Linked DNA regions of Mus musculus: region 1 is linked to region 2. A link is a contact called in public Hi-C data. All regions are on one chromosome and are shown on one strand. Each heading gives the region's core, a stretch centred on a gene start, on an enhancer-like site or on the middle of the called end of the contact. The rest is flanking DNA. Distances are from core to core; before and after follow the strand shown.

The links. Hi-C and Micro-C count contacts between places; a contact is called where the count stands out from the background.
Region 1: a Hi-C map of uterus shows a contact between it and region 2, with 5 times the contacts expected there. The contact joins two enhancer-like sites. A contact is called at or near these places in 7 of 484 Hi-C or Micro-C datasets (the AtT-20 cell line, myocytes and uterus), 2 of 115 datasets of contacts at active chromatin or transcription factors (craniofacial prominence and embryonic stem cells) and 1 of 9 other capture datasets (embryonic stem cells).

Annotation. Positions count from the first base shown.
Region 1 is chr5:118,872,131-118,878,581 of GRCm38.p6, reverse strand. No RefSeq gene overlaps it. Among named protein-coding and RNA genes, the nearest start is that of Gm42015, 32 kb to the right of the region's middle. Within about 2 kb of position 1,416, at least 18 of the 459 cell types and tissues checked have an H3K27ac peak or open chromatin away from gene starts, as enhancers often do. A contact at or near this core is called in uterus, where this site is marked.
Region 2 is chr5:118,809,182-118,816,623 of GRCm38.p6, reverse strand. No RefSeq gene overlaps it. Among named protein-coding and RNA genes, the nearest start is that of Gm42015, 30 kb to the left of the region's middle. Within about 2 kb of position 3,558, at least 21 of the 459 cell types and tissues checked have an H3K27ac peak or open chromatin away from gene starts, as enhancers often do. A contact at or near this core is called in uterus, where this site is marked.

The DNA of each region.
Region 1 (6,451 bases), core at 167-2,666, 64 kb before region 2:
CGGGTTTTTTGTTGTTGTTGTTTTGTTTTTGTTTTGTTTTGTTTTTTTATTTTTTCTGGAACTAGCCCCTTCTGATTAGGAGCAAGGTACAGAACCTCGCTACAGGTTCAGCTACTGAAAACTTGAATGAAAGTTCTCCTTGGCCTCCTCCTCCAAGGCCACTCCTGGTCTCTAGTCCACAAGGTATAAGAGGCTGAGACAGGATCCGAACATTTCGAGTGGAAACTGGTTCTTCATTGAGTTCCCCCCACTATCTTTCTCAGAAGTATGAAGAGGTTTGGGGGTTGGTGGGGGTGTTGTTTTTGTTTGTTGTTTTGTTTTGTTTCAAGCATTGTTTATTTGAAATACTAGCTGCTAAGTTCAACACAGTTTTCTGCGATGTCTGCAGACAGAATTTTTTGTTTGGACTTTCAGTAGTGCGAGGAGAGAGAACGAGAGAGAGAGAGAGAGAGAGAGAGAGAGAGAGAGAGAGAGAGAGAGAGAGAAACAAATAGCCTTGCTTTGAAGTTCCCACATAATTACTGTAAAGATCTGTGAAAGTACAGAGCCAAGAGCCAGCGCTTTGCTCCAATCTGGAGGATGCAAAGGCCAGGCGCAGCCCGGGAAGACTCTCTCAGAGCGGTGCAGAAATACGCAGCCAAGGTAGATGGGAGGTGTGTGCGCCCCCCCCCCCCCCCCGGTGTCTGCAGGAGGCAATAAGAGGAGGCAGAGCAAGGAGAAGAAACTGGAAAGAGAAATCAAGAGAAAAGGAGAAAACATGGGGGGGGGGGGTTGTGAGGGGAAAGGAGATGCTGGTGATATTTACAAAGATTGGTGCAGAAATTAAACGCTGCATATACGATACGGAAGTTGAGGGGTGGGGGGGTGGGGAGTGGCAGGTTTCCATCTCCATTTCTTTGTAAGAATACAAGTTAGGGACATCCGAGGAGAAAATGGTTGTAGCCTCTGAGGTTTGTTCTCTGAACGATCAGCCCAGCTGCAAGCAGCGGCTGAGAAAGTTCTTGATGTCACAGTGCCCCCTGCAGTAGCACCTGGAAGGGACCCCAAGGGCCACCTTGCGGCTTCCCATCGCCTTTGTGTTTCCTACCGCGAAAAGAGGAGGGGACAGGAAGATGTTTCTACTCTCAGAGTCTTTTAAGGGTCTACCACTAGCCAGGCCAGGGGACGGACGAACAGACGGGGGCAGCTTTGAAAAGTAACTTCCGATTCCTTTCACCTCCTTTGGGAGACCAGGAAAAGAGGGGGCAAGCAACCTTGCTCTGCGATTTTTTTCTCCCCCCACCCCCCCATTATCCCTTTAATCCTATTTTAGTTGAGATCTGACTTGGAAATTTCTAAAAGACTTTAGTCTCCCGTCCTCGTCCTCCAGATTGCTAGAAGAGGGTGATAGAAGGAGCGTGTGCGAGCGAGTGCGAGAAGGTGTGTGAGCGCTGCTTGTTTATGACGCTTCGCATTCTGCTTCCACGGCGAGAACGCTGACCAGTTCATTACTCGCTGTCCATAAATTGAAACCTTTGACATTTTTCTTAAATTGTTTGATGTTCCCCAGAAAGGGAAAAAAAAAAGTACTCAATCACTGAAACTCATGGGGGAGGGGGCATTACTTATGGTGGCGGGGTGGGGGGGCATTAAATTTGCAGGCAGATTCTGGCCACCCCACAGTGACTGTGAATAGATAACTTGGGCCACTGTATCAACTCCTCAAAGTTCTTAATAAAGCAAATTACAGTTGGGACAAAGTAAAGGGGTTATGGGAGGGCACGGACAGCGTAAACCAGAGGAAGAGCCGTTTCCATAAATATTTTCAAGATTATAAAAAGCTACTTGAGGAAAGAGTGTGTTGAGCAGGGTCTCAGACTTAGGGCTCATTGAAGCCATTAAATATTCATCTTTTTTTTTCTCTCATGAAAAACTCGGTACAGCTCTGATGTTATCTGAAGTGTCATTTCAGAGGGTCCTAGTGATTAGGCCTTTTTCTTTTTCTTTCTTTCTTTCTTTCTTTCTTTTCTTTTCTTTTCTTTTCTTTTTTCCTTTTTTCTTTTTTCTTTTTTCCACTTCTCTCATTAAAGGGCCAGTTTTCCTGTTGTGTGTCTCGAACTTTGTTCCGATCTGAAATTCTACCTACCCCGTCTATCTCCCCCACCCCGACTCCCAGTGGTCCCCCCCCCCCACCCAAGAAGGACTACATTCAAGGCTGATTTGAGAACAACAACAAATCTGGTTGTGTTCTCTCTCTCTCTCTCTCTCTCTCTCTCTCTCTCTCTCTCTCTCTCCCTAAAACTGCTTTTGATTTTTACTGAGCTACCAAATGCAGAAATCATTCCTCTGACGTTGAGAACGTTCCACTTTAAATCACAAGGTACGTCAGACATAACTGCTCGCTTTTAAAACATTCTATAATTATAGGAAGAAAGAATTGGGGGGGGGGTGGCTTTTAAAGAAGCAGTGCTGAAAGGAACTGGCTTGCAAGTCATGTCTGTCTTTTATAAAGTTCATAATTTCCCAGTCAATTCTTTTAAGTTAATAACATCTTAAACATAAAGAGCATTAAAGGGTTCCTCTCATTTGCCACCAAGCACAACAAACAGAGAGGAAAATTTTTTTTTGATTTTTTTTTTTAGGACCTCAGAGACGGAAATATTTCTCAGGAAATGTCAAACTGGAATATCTACGTTATATCTACACATGAAATAATAAATCAAGTTCAGGTTTCTCCCATCTGACCAAAAAAGAAAATAGAAAAGAAACAATAAAATGGGTTTAGAATATTGCCTTACGGTTCCCACACCTTCTTTTTTTAGCTCTCAAAAAAATTAATAGATGATACTCTATTGAGAAAGATAGCATGTACTTTCTCAAAACTTGGTGGGAAAAGTATTAGTTTTCCTCTTGGCAAAGGAAATTAAATATATGTTTTAGGGGGAGAAATATATATACTATTTCATGGTGATAGGATCCAACAAAAACCCAGGAAATTCAAAACCAGGCTGATGCCAGGCAAGGGCTCCGCACCGCTGTCCCTTTGCCGACAACAGATTTAGAAGTATGGAATGCCTGGGTGAACCTCAGGCTTCCTGACCCCCTGTCTAAACAGAGAAGTGTTATTTCAACACCAGCCTTATGCTGCCGCCCGGGCCCTGGCTATGCCCGTCCTTTGTCTCCACACTATGCCCTTCCCCACCTGAAATGTACATTTAACCACAAGGACTTGCGGACCCTGGAGACAACTTCTGGCTATTTTATAGTAAGAAGGGTTTAGAAGGAGAAAGGAGACGTGCTATATAATAGAATCGTGCAGGCTTTGGGTTGTTTTGTTTTGTTTTGTTTTTTGATGGAAAACCCAGGAGAGAATCAGAAAGAATACAGAGTTGGGGAGCTGGGGCTTGGGGGGGAACAAACACGTTGGTGGAGTGACCCTGGCTGTGCTCAGGTGTCTGTGGACTGCCATGAAGTCACACCCTCCTGAAGTGTTTCTGTCCCAAATATCAAAGCATAAGGACCCAGGACACCACCAGGAGCCCTTCCAGAAGGCTCTAGTTCTGAGCCATTTATGGATTCCAGATCATTAATTTACTACGGTGTCATTAATTACCACAGAGTAGTAGAAAACTGAACTCACGGGTTTTATGGACATGGCTTCTGTGCGTCTGAGAGCTGGGGGGGGGTGACTTTCAGTTTCTGGGAGCTGGGGGGACTTTCAGTTTCACTGCATCCTAAGATTTTAAAGAGTTGGGATGTGGGGAGAAGCAGGCGCTCACTGCTCACTGTGAGTAAATGTTTTCCACGGGTTATAACAGTTAGTAATTTGAAATGAACCTTGAGGTTTTCTCTTCATATACCCTGGATCCTTTAAGAGTACTGGCCAAAAGAAAAAGAAAAAAAGAAAAAAGAAAAAGAAATAGAAAAGGAAGGAAGGAAGGAAGGAAGGAAGGAAGGAAGGAAGGAAGGAAGGAGAGAATTTTTTTTTAAGATTCTCTCTTCTTTAATGTATCTAATTTGGATTCTATTAAATGCTGTTTACCCTGATGTTAAGATATTTTGGTGACTTTAATTCCATGATCCCCTCTGTATGAAAGAAAAGAAACTCTTTCTTGAAGAGATTTGGAAAGGGAGGAGAAGAAAAAATCCTTTTAAAAGGGCTTAGGGGAAAACGGGAGAGAGGCTTTCTCTCTCAGAAGCCCAGCTGCCGAAGCTGAAGGCCATTCTAGGCACGCAGAAACTCATTTACCTGAATCGCTTTGTCACCCCGTGGCCCTTGGCCCATAAATGGTTCCGTCTACTGCCAAATAAAACCAAACCGAAAGCATGTTTGGGGTTGGGGGTGCCAGGAAACATCCCCCAAAAATGAAAAGCCAGATTTCTATGCTGTTTGCTTTGGTTTCTCTGTAGGAGGGTTTCTAGAGAGGGGATCTGGATTCTGCGGCCTTTCTGGGTGCAGCCACTCCTGTGGGGTCTGCAGAGGACTCACCCAAGAGAGAAACTGTCCCTTTAGTCTTTGTCCAAAGTGAAAGAGAAAGTGACCACCATCGCGGAGGTCAGCAAACCCCACTGGGTACTTTTAATCTCTGTTTTTCTCTCGCTTGTAAAGCATGGATTAAGACCCCAGATAGTGAGGGCTGGGAAGGAGTCACTGGGACTTGAGGTAGCGTTCCTCCCACACCTGGAAAACAGTCTTTGCCTCCGTGGGGACGGTAGGGAAGCATTTGCAAGAGATGTTACTCCAAAATGGATGTTAGCTAACCACAATAGGCCCCGTTCCATTTTCGTCTGTACCGAATGGCAGGTGTCTGGGGTGGAGTGTGGAGTCTTAGCAGAGACAGCCAGCTTTGAATTGCTTCTTTTTTTTTTTTTTTTTTTTTTTTTTAATGTCCTTAAACTAGGAAGGTATGTCTACGGATGGGCCTGTATATTTCTGTGTTTGCATGTATGTGTGCTTATCTGCTTGTGTCTATGTGTGTGTGTGTGTGTGTGTGTGTGTGTGTGTGTGTGTGTATGTTATGTCTGCATATCTGTGGGTCCGTATTTCTCTCTGTGTGCGGATATGTCTCTGTATTGGTGTCTATGTGTATGTATCTGTATATATATCTGCACGTCTCTCATTCTGGGTGTGTCTCTGTGTCTGTATATCTTTCTGGGTGTATTTCTATGTGTGTTTTTACTTCTGTGTGTGTATGTTTGTATGTGTATGTCTGTATCTATGTCTCTGTGTGTGTTTGTATGTTTGTCTGTGTGTGTGTGTATCTGTATGACTCATGTCTGTATGTCTATGTGTGTCTGAGGTCTCTAAGTGTGTTTCTGTGTGTATGTGTGTGTGCACATCTCTCATGTCTGTATATCTCTGTGTGTCTATATGTCTATGTGTGTCTCTGTCTGAGGTCTCTGGGTTTGTCTGTGTGTGTGTGTGTGTGTGTGTGTGCGTGTGTGTGTGTGCATGCATGTCTGTCTATGTGTGTCTCTGTCTGAAGTCTCTGTGTGTTTGTATGCCTATGTGTATATGTGAGTGTGTGTCTTTGTATACCTGTGTGTCATTAAGTCCGTGTTTCTGGGTATCTATCTGTGCACACACATCCTCGGCCATTTAACTATTCCACTCAGTCCCAGACATCGCAGGCTCCATGGGGCTGTGAGGCCTCACTTCCAGTTTCTTTATTTCCAGACAGTGAAATGCGCCCAATTGAAAAATGGATGAGCTAAGGCTTTTCACTGATCTCCTTTCCAAATTGGATTGCTTTCCCAATCTAACTGAGTGCTTAGAAATTAGTCAATAAGGCAACTAATTAATAATTTGACTGGTGGTGGGGGGGGGTTGGTTTCTCAGTCGTACATGACACAAGGCCCCAGTCTTCTGGAAGTGCCAGGCTCCGTCATTCCACCATAGTTCATGGTACCAAAATCAACCAGCTGAAGCAGGAAGGGGACTCCGGCTCACTTCACTAAAAGCCCCCCCCCCCCCAGTGGAATTACTACGTAGGAATAGGACAGGATGCATAGCGAGTAAGAAGCTGTTAGCATCAAAGGCAACACACCCTATATGATAATTCTATATGACATCTCTGTGACCTGCATTCTGTAGTAAGAGCATGTCGTTACCAGAACTGTGATTAGCAACTCTGTGACTCACACTTAAAGATCCTGGTAAGTAGTAGACACTTTCAACGTCGACTTAGTCAATCTCACTGCCCCACGCCTTGCAAGGACTATGCCACACACACACAGCCCTCCCCCACTTTTATAAGGTAGGGAAACCGAGGCTCAGAAAGCTCAAGCCACTTGACAAATAGACACTAAAAGACAATACAACCCTAAAGACAATAGCGAGGACTGTGACCCAGGGCAGTGACTCCAGACCCTGCCCTCTGATTGGTCTCCTCTCCGAGCATGCGAGAGACCCTGCCCTCTGATTGGTCTCCTTTCTGAGCATGCGAGAGACCCTGCCCTCTGATTGGTCTCC
Region 2 (7,442 bases), core at 2,309-4,808:
TATGAGAAGCTTCGAGCTCCGACCACTGCTTCCGTAGCTGTGCTGCCCAGGCTGTTTGCCCAGGATTGCTCACCCACGATCACAAATCACTGTTCAGCACGCCCAGGGATTTCAACACTACAGCAGGTGTCTCTGGGCCGGAAGAACAGCACACAAGTACCCAACTGCTGAGTTTCAGCCCCAATAACCTCTGGTACACTCATGATCCCATCATCTGGAGTTCGGGCATGGTCCATGACAACCCCGCCATTCTTCTGAGGAAACGTGAATGATGCACAGAGCCAATGGGGGGCAGGGCAGCACGTGGTTTTGTGAACAGAAACCATGTTATACACTTAGAGACGAGGGTGAACTACAAGAGACTGAACAGGACTCTGCATTATAACCTTTTAAGTGGGTGCAGTGCTTTCTTCTGATACGGGATGGAGGATCAAGAGAAAGGAGTCTGGCTCCAGAAAGGACTCTCAGGACTTGTTTGCCTCTGAAGGAAAGACTTGGGAATGAGCTCTGTATCTGTGAATGGTCTCAGCTTCCAGAGCTTTGGGCTAACTGGCTTCCCTTTTTCTTTCAAAGGGAGAATTTTGACCAAGGTCAAGGTCGTGCTGTGGCTTGGCAGCTTGCACACATTCTTTTGACAGGTATTTTGACAAAGCGTCTGCTGCAGATCCAGCCATAGCTGCCTCCATTTCCATGAGAATACAGTTCCCCGGAATCTCCTGTAACAGATGCTCTACCGCAGGATCAGGTGTAGCTGCAAAGCTGGGAAGCTGGGGAGCAGGACTTAGAACGGCAAGGATCCATAGCCTGGTTCTGCAGAGGCTGTGCACAAAACACAAATCCTGTTTGTTAGGAAGGACGGGTCAGTGGGTCCAAGCGGGCACCCATCGTTCTCCCCGACACTTAACTACAGATGCACACAGTTCCACCGCCCAGAGGAAGTCACCAGTGGCAGAAGAGGTCCCAGGAACATCTTGGCCAGCCTTAGGCTCTCTATCCACACTTGATCATCAGTCTGAGCTTCATGTCAGGTAGGAACCACACTTTAGCCTCCCCTCTCCAAGGAATTTCTTCTCCCTTCCCTCTTTCTACCTGCAAAACAGGCATGCTTCTTCATCCAAAGCTCTCAAGGTAGCCGGTCTTATCTGTCTTAGCTCTTTCAAAACAGTCAGTGATGTGAAACTGGAAGAGGTGAGACTGGAGAATAAGCCGACCAATTGCAAACATGAGGTGCCAAATAATGAATGACACTCGTGCCTCTGCCTGGAGAACTCGGCTTCTGATTTGGCATCAGGAGGTCACCAAGCGGCCAATGGCTCCAGATCTCCATCCCTGGTATATGGCTGTATCGGCGCTGTTGGTTTCTAGGGCACCAGGAGAAGTTTAGTCTGCCTTTCTATGATACTGAAAAGTATGAGCTCTGTAAGTTGCTCAGGGTGCTCCTCATGGGCTGAACAGGCCTGGGATGTATCGCAAGGCTAGCCTGTACCCACAAAGGTCCCATACATGATGTCAGAGCAAAGGCTCAGCTCTAGCTCAGAACTGTGTGGATTCAGGTCTCACCTCTGACTCCTGGATCGTCTTGGGATAATAGAGTCCACCTTGCTGAACCTCAGTTTACTTGCCTATAAAATGGGTTCAAGAGGGGTCCGACCCCTAGATATGAAAAAGAAGTGAGACTCGGTGGACACTGAGCCCAGTGCTTACATCAAGGAGGCAGGGGACAGTCCCACCTCCCAGAACTGCTGATGGAGGATGGGGTGACAATGTATATTGAATGTGAGCCACAATGTCTATCAGGCAATTAATGATGAAAATGGGGGGGGGGGCGCTGTGGGGACTGGAAGCACCCTGTGCTCTCTGCCCCATCTGCCATGAAGTAAATTGCTCCCCTCTTTTCCTGTCTTGCCTTCACCATGGCACTCTGCCCACATGTGGGTATCCCCGAGACTACAGTCTACAAAATCCCAAAGAAGCCTATCCTCTACTGGATTAATTCTCTCAGGTGTGTTAGCCACAGCCATGTGTGAACTAACTAACGAAGCCCTCTCCATGTGTCAGCAGGTGTATTACTCCTTATGGGTCAGTGTCTTAGCTGGGAGGAGACAGTCTCAAACCAGACCAGGAGTGTATGTGGGGGAGAGACAGGGATGGACCAGCCCACGGAGTCAGTACAGCTTGGGGTCTTCCCACTCCGGGACCTGAAGGACACAGGACAGAGCCCAGTCTGTAAGGGCTCTGACCTTCAGCTGAGGAATGCATGTCCCCTCCCACCCCCACCCCCATCCCCATCCCCACATGCAGACTCCTCCCTCCCCTTCATCATCCATGCCCTGGTAGCTAATGCTACCAGAAAGCCAGCAGGGGGCAGGGTTTGTCCACGAAGTGACAGAGCACATCCCGGCGCAGGGGCAAGATGGACAAACCTATACACTGGATTTTTCAGGGACATGTGGAAGATACTGCCTTGTTACTTAGACCAGCCGGATGGTGTCAGCTGCTGGGGGATATCCTGGCTTCTACTTGGCCCCAAGAGCATGGTCACCTGTGGCAATGTGAAGAGTCGGGTACAAGAACACACGAGCAGCCCCTGCTGTATACCTATGACATCCCAGATTCTAAGTGGAACGGCACATGGGTCCTATCTACGCAGGCCACTGGAAGCATAGAGAACACAGAGAGGCAATGTCCAGGTCCTCACAACAAAGACTTACAAGGGCAATGACCTTGGGTGGGGAGAGAGGGCTGCTCAGCTGAGATAGGAAGGGAGGCAGGAGACATTTAGAGATCTGTGGGCAGAGAAGACTGGGGAATATGCGGGGTGGGGGTTGGGAAGGCAGTGATGTCTCAGTCAGTAAAGCTCTGGCCTTGCAAGGATGAGGGCCTGAGTTCAGATTCTCAGAGCTCACATAAAAATCTAGGGTTGGAGGGGAACCCACATAGGCTTGTAATCCCATTGACAGGGGAAATGGGGAGGCAGAGCTAATCTGGGAAACGTAGGGATGTTCCTGGCCAATGGGAGACCCTATTCCAAATGAAAGGGGGAAGGCACCAGGATGTTACTGGCCAATGAGAGACCCTATTCCAAATGAAAGGGGGAAGGTACCAGAGAATGACACTGGGAAGTTTCAGTTGTCCTCTGAGTTCCACATGCAGAAACGAATGTGTACTTGTACACACACACACACACACACACACACACACACACACACTGAGCGCTCACACCCTCCTCTCTCTGAAAGGAATGCTCAAGTGTTAGATGACGTTGCTGGGAAGAGAAAAGCTAGGTCAGGTCACACAGGGCCTCCTTGACCATAGAGATACAAACCTGGACAAGCGCCCAAGAGCCACAGTAAACTGAGGACATGGTTAGGCAGGTGAGTGGCATGGTCCCCCAGCAAGGTGTGTCTGGAGAGCCCTGTTATGACCGAGTGTTGGGGAAAGAGCCTGGGAAGCATGAGACGGGGCTCAGTGTGTTGGCTGGGGAGGAACCTAGCTTGGTCAGGAACCCGGGAGGAGAGGCAGAGCACTCTGCTATCTGATTCCTGCTGGCAAGAGTCTCTCTCCAGAAGCACATGTGTGCCCTGGCCTCAGGGTGGGGGAGGTCAGAATGACCCACGAACAGCTGAACATTCCTGCTTGCTCTGTTTCCAACTCAGAGATGGTTTCCAGGCTTCGGAAAGTGCCCTCCCTCTAGAAATCCACACCCCACCATCACCCCCCCCACACACACACACACATCCTACCATCACCCACACCCACACACACCCTGCCATTACTACCCCCATCTTACTTCCCCTTGCCCCACTAAGAGCTCAACCAAGCTGTCAAATGCAAGCCATCGGGGTTCCATTGGGGGTGGGTGGTGGGGTGGGGGGTGAAATCTGTCAGGCCTCCAAAGAAGACACATTGCAGCTTAGTCAGAGGACAGAAACGTGATCGGCCTTCCCAGGGCCAGCAGAACGGAAGGCAGGACTGACGAGCTGCCAGGTACAATTAGCCTAAGCCCCAGCAACAGGCTCTCTGCCTCATTCTTGTCAGCACCTTCCCTGGGCATCTGGCCTTGGTGCCTAGGCAGCCTGGTTCCTCCAGCTACTGACCTGGAAGAGCTTCCGAGAAGAGCAGCCTGCCGTTCTGTCCACATACGGCCACCGACATTCCCTCTGGAAACCCAACCAAATGAAAAGCCAGTACTGTGTTGCTAACATCCTTAAAGCGAGCACTATTAAGGACCAGGTCTGGAGTAACTGTTACAGTTTTAACCTCCTGGGGGCACACTTTGCAACAAACCGCTACTCCTTGTGGAATAACAACACACATCACCTGCTTTATACCCCCAGAGGCATGGTGGCATAGACCTTCATTTTCCAGATCCCACTGAGGACAAAGGTGGAAACAAAGTTCCCATTCTGTATCTTGAGACGAGAGAGACCCTTTGGTGCTGTGCGCTGCGCTAAGGATCTGCCCTCCCTGCAGACACAGCCATTCCAGGGACTAAGGATTCAAAGATCCAGATTCTGACTCACAATCCCAGGCTTTGACTCTACAAGTGTGACGTCATTCTTGCATTCGTGATGGGAAGAATAACAGGAATAAAACCCTGACCATGGAGGGCATGAAAGGCATTCTGGGAAAATATTGACGCCAGCAGGACCCAGCCTGTCTTTTGATGTGTTTCTCCAAGCCCACCTTTGACAACAAGCCCTCGGACTACAGAATATCCATAGAGCCCCCTGCTGGACACAGAACACTGAGGATGCTACCATAGTGAATGCTGAAAGAGACCAATGGTGACTGTCCAGGCAAAGCAGGTCTTGAGCTGGAGAAGCAGGTGACTCAGCTCTCATCGTGGAGAATCCATGATGTTCCACAACCTACAGGAGACTCCCTGGATTCTATTTAGCTCCATCCAGCCCTGAAATGAAGCTCACTACTCTATCTCCCTGTAACTGCTGCCATCCTTGGGGCACAGGTCTGCCCGCAGGAGACGGTCTCTTCAGGGAAAAGTTAGCCCTGTGCCTCTCACTCCAGGGTGAGTGGGGTAGGAACATGTCTCCAGGGCACTACAGAATCCAGAACTGGGGCTAGGCAAGGGCATGGTGTGTGAAGCCACACAAGCTTAAGGATTTGAGTTTGGAACCCCATCCCCAGTCATATCTGTGTGCATCTATAACCCCAGTAGAGACAGATGGACATCCAGAGCTCACTGGATGCCAGTTTAGCCAACCACACTAACCTTCAGGTTTGGTGAGAGACTCTGTCTCAACTAAATACAGCAGAAAGCAAAAATCCACACTGGCATTAACACAGACACACAGACACACACACACACCACCACCACCACCACCACCACCACCACCACCACCACCACCACACACACACACACAGAAACATACACATAGAGACACATATAGACATACGCACACACAGACACACATACAAACATACATACATATACACATACACACAGAGACACACATACACAGAGATATACTATACACACCTACCCATACCCCACATAGACACTACACAGACACACCACACACACAGAGAGAGACACACCATATATGCATTCATACACATACATACCACACACAGAGACACATGCACATACAGACAAACATAAACACAGATATATATCACACAGACATAACACACACACATACACCACTTAGACACCACAGAGACACATCACATACACACACACACACATAGACACATATACAGACATATACACACAGAGACACACATAAAGACACAAATATACACAGATACATACCACATAGACACATACTACACAGACACACACATCCACATCCCACATAGACAACACACACACATACACACCACACACACATACAGTGTCAAGAACAAAGGATCCAGGAATGCATATCAGCTGTCATGGAGTGTCAGGCAATCAGCCACTAGCCCTGTGTGCTTCATCCGAGCAGGGACAGTGACCCCATGGTCAGGCCAGCCTCCATAGGAAGCGCTCTCTCCCTCTGGCCTTCCATGGCCAATGGCCCAAAGGTCCCTGCCTTCCACCAGAAGCTTTCTGAATCCACTCCAGGCTTGCAGAAATTGAGACTGGAAAAAAGCTACCACCTCAGAGGAACTGAGGCAACAGAACATAAGAGGTTTCTTCCATAGTCCTAGAAGCCATAAGGCATTGAAGGGGGGATTGTTACCCCAACCAGTATAAAGATTATGACCTGCCTGTAACCAGAAGAGATTGGTTCCTGCTCTGGTTAGCTTTAGTTATTGCTGGGTTTTGTTTGTTTGTTTGTTTGTGGGCTTTTGGGAGGGTAGTTTGGGTTTTTTTTTTTTTTTTTTTTTTTTTTGGTGGTTTGGTTTGGAGATGGAGTCCCTCAACACAGCCTTGGCTGTCCTGGAACCCAGGTTGGCCTCAAACTCCTAGAGATCCACCTGCCTCAGCCTCCCAAGGTTCGAGTTTAAAAGGCATGGGTCACCACGCCCAGCCTGGTAGAGACTGTTAGATTTCCTTTCGTGCCAATGTGGCTTCAGATATCCTCAGAGGGATCCCATCCATCCCCAGGCAAGGCTTAGAGAGGTCAGGACACTCACTCCATTGCCCTGTTGAGCAGTAGAGCAGGGATCTGAACCTGAGTTAATATAGGCTCTCTGCTGGGAGATGTCTGTCTATCCAGGCGCTTCGTGAAGCCCAGAGTCAAGGGTAAAGGCACTGGTGAATAGCGTTTGTTTTCCAGCTGTCAGACAGGCTAAACTGGTATTGTGGTGAACATGAGTCATCTGGTTTTATAGCTGGTATGGAATGAAAGGGAGAAATGGTTGGCCATTTCCATAAAGAAGCCCATCCCAGTTTTATGGAAGTGGAAGCAGACACACACACACACACACACACACACACACACACAGACAGACAGGTGGGACAGGTCCCTACTGTATGTAGCTTTGGATTTCCACATTCTTCGGGTTTCTAGGCAACAACAACAAAAGGAATGGCTGACATTTAATGAGCAGCTGCTATGGGCCAAACGCTACCTTAGGTATTGTGCTAGTATCAGCTTGTTTACGAGGCACAAGATCTTCACGTTCTGAGGCTCAGAGAGGCTCAAGCAGCTGCCTAAATCACACAGCTAGGAAATAGTGGAGATAAGAATTTAAAGATTAGCCTGTCCCCAGTGATACAACCCGTAACGGCTAGTTTGTGCGTCCTCCACAGAACTGAATTCAGTCAACAAACTTGGCTTAACTGAAAGGCTGTGGCTCCCTGAGGCCTGCCCACCGTGGCACTCAAAGCTTAGGGAAAAGAGGGTGAAGGTCTTCGGAGATGATTTGATGCAGTGTAGAAGAGCTTTGGTGGGAAAGGAAACCCACAATTGCAGAAAGGCGTGGCGGAAAGTTCCAGAATAGGAAACAAATGTGGAAGAGGACGACTGCAGCACAGGAAAGAGGAAGTGCTA